Linked DNA regions of Zea mays: region 2 is linked to region 1. The links are chromatin contacts, called in public Hi-C maps. All regions are on one chromosome and are shown on one strand. Each heading gives the region's core, a stretch centred on a gene start, on an enhancer-like site or on the middle of the called end of the contact. The rest is flanking DNA. Distances are from core to core; before and after follow the strand shown. Region 1 has its middle 10 kb from the start of LOC103643811. Region 2 holds the start of LOC103643812.

Evidence for each region. A called contact is a pair of places that touch in the nucleus more often than the background predicts.
Region 2: a Hi-C map of leaf shows a contact between it and region 1, with 5 times the contacts expected there. The contact joins the promoter of LOC103643812 here to the enhancer-like site in region 1. A contact is called at or near these places in 6 of 25 Hi-C or Micro-C datasets (ear, endosperm and leaf) and 1 of 3 datasets of contacts at active chromatin or transcription factors (seedling).

The regions. Positions count from the first base shown.
Region 1 is chr1:266,881,926-266,885,719 of Zm-B73-REFERENCE-NAM-5.0, forward strand. No RefSeq gene overlaps it. Among protein-coding and RNA genes, the nearest start is that of LOC103643811, 10 kb to the right of the region's middle. Within about 2 kb of position 1,261, at least 16 of the 20 cell types and tissues checked have an H3K27ac peak or open chromatin away from gene starts, as enhancers often do. A contact at or near this core is called in ear, endosperm, leaf and 1 more, where this site is marked.
Region 2 is chr1:266,951,936-266,956,194 of Zm-B73-REFERENCE-NAM-5.0, forward strand. LOC103643812 reads left to right here and starts at 2,524. Exons shown (of 4, transcript XM_008666972.4): 1 at 2,524-3,249; 2 at 4,138-4,259. The coding sequence starts at 2,863.

The DNA of each region.
Region 1 (3,794 bases), core at 11-2,510:
TAATAGATAAATAGTTATAATTATACCCCACTAATTAGCTATATATTTAAACACTCTTCTAGCCCCAGCTAATAGATAGGATATTAGTTATATGCTATTAAGGGCATGTACAACCCACATAAATGACTAGTATTCTAAGAGGTATCTAAGAGTGTAAGTGAAAAAAAAACACAAGAGACATATTTTAGTGAAGGGACGTCTCTAATACGGTTCTCTAAGTTTAAGATACGGTTCTATCGATACAATCCACATAAATGAGCCGTGTATTGAGTGGTTCTAGTGAATAAGATAAAAGGCTTGAATATATTAGGTTGCATGAACGAGTTTCGTGTATCATAGTATCTAGGTTGTGGAGATGGTAGCATTAATTAGCTCTAGCTAGATAGTACATGTATGTGACCTTCATGCGCGTGCGTGGGCCTCAATTTTATGAATGTCCGCCGGCCCCATCCAGGTGATGAGACAACAGGAACTCAGGAAGGTACCAAAGCACCCTAGGCGCGCAGGCCATGGCCCATGGGCATATGCAACAGCTAGCTCGATTGCGTGCGTAGCCTCGCTCGCTTTTTAGTTTTCTTTTCACACCCTTTTCCCTTTTCAGCTTGGCCGCCGGCCGCCGGCAGCCTAGGGTTGATTTGAAACGCCGTGACGAGTTCGCTCGCCCGGCCACCGAGCGAGCAGGACGTAGTAGTAGTAGTATGTAGAGTAGGATGGAGATGCATGCATGGACGATGGGTGGTGTCGCGGTGGGGGGTGATGGGATCGGATCCGGACGTACAGTAGGGCAGGCACCGTTCGTGTGCTTCCGTATCCTCCAGATCTCTATTGGCGTCGCTTCGTCGTCAGGGGTCAGCTATCGAAACGACGCCCCCTCCACTCACTGCGTCACTGCGTGTACTCCTGTCGCCCATTACCAGCCATAGTTGGATCAGATGAGCGCACGCGCGACTACTCCTGCACCGGGGGAAAGGGAGTTCATTCTATTTCCAGGACGGCCATGGATTGGGGCAGTGCAGTGGTAGGAGCAGTTGGCCTGGGGCATCTCCAACATGGACAGATGGACTAGAGTAATTCACAATTTCACATGAACAACCAACAGGTCCAACACAGGTGAATGAACTAGGAAGGAATTGCCTATAGTTTCCCTTTTGATTTGATGCGCTGCAGAGACAGACGTCTGAGACTCTGAGTGGTCCTGGTCCTCACCTGAACTGAAATGAAACGCCTTTTTTCTCTCTCTCTTTTGTTTCGAATGACAGACAGACAGACAGACAGACAGCAGCTTCGTCCCCCGCCACTGATAATACCCTTGGATGGATGGGCAGCTCTAGCCATGGGACCGGTGGCCGTCGTATCGCTGATGATGCTCGGCATATGCACCGTTGATGCAGAACGAGATGGATGCCAAGAAACACGTACCCGCTACCGCTAGCTAGCGTTCCCCGCGACGTTATTTGCGGTGGAGTCTCACGTGATTCCATCAGGTGCCTGGTTTTCAATAGTGCTGGGCCGAGTTCAGTTATCAACACTCGTCAGGTCTCCGTCGAAAGGGAAATGCTTGTTTCGTAACCTACTGGGCCGAGTTCAGCACTCGTTCGAATGCGCTCATCGGGCTCTGCAAAGGTTTTGGGCCTGTACAACTCGTAGCCCATTCAACAGCAGCCCAGCAGAGGTGTGTCTTCTTCTCCCTTCCACTCTTCCTCACTGTACAAATCACAATCCTTTCCTCGCCTGCGTCATTAGGCATCGTTAGATCACAGGAAAGAAACCTAGCACAGTATTAGCGTGACGTGCGGCATGGCTCTTTTCTGTGGTTGTAGAGCGAACGGCCTGATCACTTGCGGTCAAAGCGGCGCCTGAAAGAAAGCGAGAAAAGCGGATCTCTCCCTCAGTCTCGCTTCTGCCGAAAGCCACGGCTGTGGCTGGTTACTTGATCCAGCCAAACCTGACCACTCCGTAAACCGTACCACAAGTCTGCGTGTATGCGTGATTGAGCCTGCCGACCCACGTCGCACCTAGCTGAAGAAACTTGCAGCCGAACTGCATGCGGCATCACGTCATGCCATGCATGTGCATAGATGTTGTATCGGCTATTAAAAAAAAGCCTCGTGGACCCCACTCTCATAATTCCGTGGTAATTTCCCAATACATTAAATAAATAGAATAAAACATATGTTGCAATTTCTACATTCGTTAATTTCTTGATGTAAATAATTAATAGAAAATGTATGCTTCGATGTGGGAAAATGCTTTTGCATCTGATGTGTTATATTCATGAATTAATTCTAGTATTTTTCTGCTTTTATTTCCCGTAGTAAATACTTAGCGGAAATTTATTAAAATGCATGTGAAGGTTATATAGTGTGTACTCAAATCGCTCTAAATATTTTCTATGTGTTGAGCCTTCGGACTCACATCGAGTGATTAAATTGTATAATGGGTACTCAGACACGCCGATCAGGCTGCGTTGGTAATCGGCTGAGTTATGGCATTAGCTGAATATTGACTGCGCCCTGGCAACACGACACAATATTTGTGCCGTTCGAACTTGGCTGCGTCATGTGATTGCTATATCGCACTCTCCATTAATCGAATCGCTCCCGTTGAGTCAGATCGCCATCGCCGAGTCGCATATTTTTTGCATGCCCTGTAGGCACTGTCTGTCTGCCGCGAGCCACGATTGCGCTTGTTGCGCATGTTGCGTGGTTTTATCGTGTACCCCAATTACCAAGCCATAATTGTGCCTGCTGCGCTTATTACGATGGCTTGTTATACGGTCGTAGCCCTGATGGCCGCACACGCGTTGACGCCAGATACTCTAGAGCTTGTACTCGCGTGGATTGTGGTGGGTTGTTCAAGCCCCTAAAGTCACATTATGTGCAACCTTCGTAAACAATTTTGTTTAGCTCTATATTTTATTTGCTTGTGTTCTGTGGCATCATATATTTATTTATATTGCCAAGTGGCCATAACAATTATATCAAGCTCTATAGTGCTTGAATAATCTGGGAAATTAAATTGAAATACAATGAAACACAGATAAGTTAAATCTCTGCTCTCTACTCGTGCATAAAGTTTGACCCGAAGTAACCTGAAGAAATTCAATATTAATGCATGAAAGCCTTTTTGGCACAGAAAACATCACAAATTGGGATTTTATTAGTAACCAATAAGACCTTATTAGATGAATAAATGCTAGAATCTCAGTCATACATTGCTCAACCAGATGTTGGCACATTGCTATTTGTCGCTGAACGACATGAAGCGAACTTTGAGATAAATGGCTAGTACCTTATTAGCAACATGAAGTTGCGAGCATACCGAGAGGTTATTCTGAGAATTTTTCACAATGTTGGTGTAAAAACCATAGTGTGTTCCCGTCGAACCACTTTACTCGTTCTATCTAGAACCTCTATGCTTGTGTCGCATACATCTCTCGAAATTGTAAATACTTATAGTCACTGAATTGACTTGGGATAGTCCTTTGACAAGTTTGGTATACACTGTAAACTAAATGGTAAAGGTCGGTCCTGAATGGACACATACCTGGGGTTTATGTAGCCGAACTACACTGAATTCCACCCTTTGGCATGCTTACCATTATCTACCTCTGATCTACCAGAAGTGAGAAGAGTAGACAAATAACTATGAAATCCCACATCACCACAAAGCTTGTAGCTAAATTAGACATTAACATATTCTTGGTCCTCGGAGCCAGAAGAGCCATATGTCTTGACCACTAGACTACTAGTGATGATAATTTGTGATAGAAATATGAAGATCTTGTAGAGACC
Region 2 (4,259 bases), core at 1,274-3,773, 71 kb after region 1:
AGCAGACCCGAGGGAGGGGTTTATCCGCGGCAGTTTAGTTTTTTTTTTTCATAAAAAATAACTGTCTCGGCGCTGGGTCCTGCTGCCGTCCTGCGGCGTGACGAGAAATGTCAACGGAACATAGCGCGGGCCGGCAGACAGCATCTCGGCCACAGGCGCGCGCAACCGCAACCACAGCGAACGAGAAACACGCACGGCAGCGGGTCGTTTCCCTTTTGCCGCGGGTCCCATCCCATCCTCGTTCCCGTCAAACGACGCGGCAAAAACAACGCGGCGCACACGGCCACGGGCGTCCACCACACGCATACAGCATACTTCTCAGCTCTTAGGCTGTGCGCAACGTAGGGATGAAAACGGGACGGGTACCCGGAACGGGTATCGGATACGGATACCAAAACGGGACGTAATTTCGGATACGGATACGGGTATTTTGTTTGTCGGGACGGATACGGGTATTACCCGGATATTGAACCTCGGATACGGGTAGGATACGGAATCACTAATACCCGGTCAGTACCCGAAAATCCCGGGTCGGATACGGATACCCGGAATTCGGGTACCCGTTTTTTCTTTTTCTGCATAATATAGTTATAAAATCATAACTTTTACATATGAAATCGGATGAAGATAAAGTTTATATGAAAATTGTAGAGCTTGAAGAGATCTATGACTTTGTAATACATCATGTTTTTGTTTAAACAATATTTTAATGATTTAATTGTATTTTGATGATTTTCTATGACAAGAAATTAATAATACATAAATAGCCTCAAAAAATTGTGAAATTTTACGGAGATACAACGTATGTCCATATGTAACCATAAAAAATGTTTGGATCATAAGATCTATAAGATGCCCACATTTCTTTCCTTTCACTTTCACTTATTTGTATGAGTTACATGTGAAATTAGTGTAAGTATCCAAGTTTCAATATAATCAGTACTTCACTTTATCATTTTCATACGAGGACTTGAGTTATCTTCATATAAAATGTTTATTAGTTTTTGTAACTTATTTGCAAATTTTTAGAACTAGAATATTTTATGAATTTTAAATATTGCGGTGTTGGTTCTACAATGTTCTTGTAATAAGCAACTTTGAACTGCATGATGTCAATTTTACCGGTTTCCTTTCTTACATCTGATGTATCATATACATGATTATGTATTGCTTAACTTATGGATGGTTGGACAATTAATATCATCGGATGAACTACCCGACAATTATCCGGTACCTACCCGAGTAGTATCCGTTATCCGTTTCTTACCCGTCCGGATTATTACCCGGTCCCGTCCTGTATCCGTCCCGAATCTTAACTACCCGTATCCGGTCCCGTATCCGAGAGAAATACATTAGGGTAGGATACGGGATGACCCTATATCCGGATGTATCCGTCCCGTTTTCATCCCTAGCGCAACGCATCCCCCTCCCCTTCCCCCTCCCCTTGCATGGGGGCTGTAGGGGGCACTCCACGGCCGCAGCGGTGCCACCTACAACGCCCCCTACATGCTGGCCCCCTTCTCTCTCCCCCTAAATCTAGCGTGTCACTGTTCATCACCCTAAACACTGTGCTGTGGGTCCACGAGTAATTGTTAGTAGATAAAAAATTGATAGTTGGTATAGAAAATGATATTTTATAGTGGTAGTGGGGTATAGGGGGAGTATTTAGGGGGAACCGCTGCGGGAGATGAAAAAATAGGGAGGAAAATAGGGGGAAAAAGTGATATAGGGGAAAAAATTTAGGGGTAACGGTTGCGGATAGCCTTACGGACACGGGCAGGCAACTTGCAATATAACTACAGTACCACACTAGAGCATCTCCGAGAATTACAAAAAACTCCCCCGATCCTTTTTCTTATGTTTGGCCGAATTTATAAAATAAAAATATAGACATTCGTGCCACCAAATAAGCATGCTAACAGTACAAATTTATTAAACAAAAGGTTCATAATGATGTGAAAAACAAGTATAAGGTATTGGTTTTATGAGCTGAGCTCTATATCCGAAAGATTTAAGATACAGTTGAAGATGCTCCTAAAATGATACCTTGACTTAAGCGCAAGCGCAAACTTAGTGAGTAGTAATCGTGGGGCGACAAATGGGAAAAATAAAACCACACGAGACGAAACTACAGCGTACTAGAAAAAGTCTGCTATGGGTCCCACGTGGTGGAATCTAACGTCAAGGTCAAAGAGAATAAAAATAGGATTAACTATTTACATGTTATTTAACTTTTATAAAATTAGACACCTAGTTATTTTGATGCCATAGAGTGATATAAAAATGAGTTTGTTTTATTTTTTTAAATTTCTAGGGCTAGTTTGGGAACTCTATTTTTCTAAAGATTTCTTATTTTCTTAGAAAAAACAAACTATTTTTCTTTGAAAATTGAAATCTCTTAAAAAATAAAGTTTCTAAGCTACCCAACTGCCAAAAAAATAACGGGGGGGGGGGGGGGGGGGGGGGGGGCGGGGGGCGAAAAACAAAACAAAAACCCAAACGGAGACGACGAAGAAGTGGCCTGCAACACAATCCCCCGACCTAACGTTCACCTTCCTATTTATTTCGGAGCTCCGCTTCTCTCTCCTCCCGTGCATCCGCCGCGGGCCTCCTCCAGTCCTCTTCCTCACCCCGACGACTCCGCCTCAAATCCAATCCCACTCCCACCTAGCGGTCCGGCTGGCCTCGCCTCCTCCTCCTCGCTTCTCTCAGCCTCAGGACGACGCCTGCCTAGGCTTCCACCGCTGATCTGACCCCGAAACCTCGTTCCCTTGTCCGCTTCCTGCCGTCTCAGTCGTCGATACTTGTCCCCCAAAACCCCGGGCTCCGGCCGATCTCTGCGCGTTGACCGGGGCGCCGCTGATGGTGGCGAGGATGATGCGGTGGCCGCGGCCGCCGGCGGCGCGCAAGTTCCGCGTGCGGCTGTTGGTGCGGCGTGCGGAGGGGCTCCCGCCTCCTTCACCTTCGCCTTCGCCGTCGCCCTCGCCCGCGACAGCGGCCTCGCCGGAGCGCGAGCCGCCGGGCGCCGCGCAGCCCAGGGCCGCCGTCGCCGCGGAGGTGAGGTGGAAGGGGCCCAGGGCCTCCGCGCTCGGCTCGCTGCGGCGTGCCGCGGTCAGGCGCAACCGCACACGGGAGGACGCCGGCGCGGCGTGGGAGGAGGAGTTCGAGAGCGTCGTCACCCTCGCGGCCGCGTCGCAGCGGGAGGGCGCCGCGTTCCACCCATGGGAGCTCGCCTTCTGCGTCTTCAGCGTGAGCGCCTCTTCCTTTGATTCTCTTCTACTATCTGTGTTGTTCATAATCCTCATAACAATGCACCGAACTATATATACTGTACATCACTAGATGTTTTCGATCGATGTCCCCTGTTGGTTAGTTGCATCATTTCTCACTTGTTTGACTCTGTCCAGTGTAAAATTTTGTGTTCAGAATATGGTTTTTTTACCTGTTCCCATTCATGGTGTGTTTGAAAAAGGAAAGTTCTCTGTAGTTTTTGGATTCTAGCTGGATTTGGACCTAAATTCCTAACGATTTGAGTTCCTATTCCGTGGTCTAAACAGGCACTACATTTCTAAGTAAGCAATTCTGATCAGGGTATCCTGTTTACCCATTATCATTCTACTTTCCAGTTTTTCTTCTTCTTTGTCCCTTTTGCGGTTGATACTGATGCGTGTGTAGTCCTACTTATCTATTCTGTTAAGTAATGTTTTCTAATTGCTTGAACTTTCCTGTGTCTGTGTAACGATTCAGGTACTATTTGTTTTAAATCTCTTGTAAACTGGTAGGAGAAATAATCCGCTCACGTTTCATTTCAATTGAAATCGAAAAAAACACGAGTTGATTCTGATGTCATATGGTCCACGATCAATCATAGGAACTAAATCTCTGTATCCATCTTCCTCTTAGTATGGACTAAGTTTACCTTCATGACAATAACATATTACCTTGTGATGATGAGCATTGAATAACGAAGTACTATATGAACAAGATAATTTCCTTGTCAAATCAATCAGAACATTTTGTTTTTTTATTTTAGCTTTGGAGGTGTCATCCCTTGGCAACTTTGTGTATATTTCTTTTGAGCTGATTTCATCTTTTCAAGCAAGTCTCATCTTCCTTCTCCATATTTCTTCGGCACAGGATATTAACAAAGGCCCAAAGAACAAACCATCAATTCTGGGAACTGCTTCTCTCAATCTAGCAGATTATGCATTGACGGCTGGAGAGACAATTGAGATAATTCTTCCGTTGTCTATACCTGG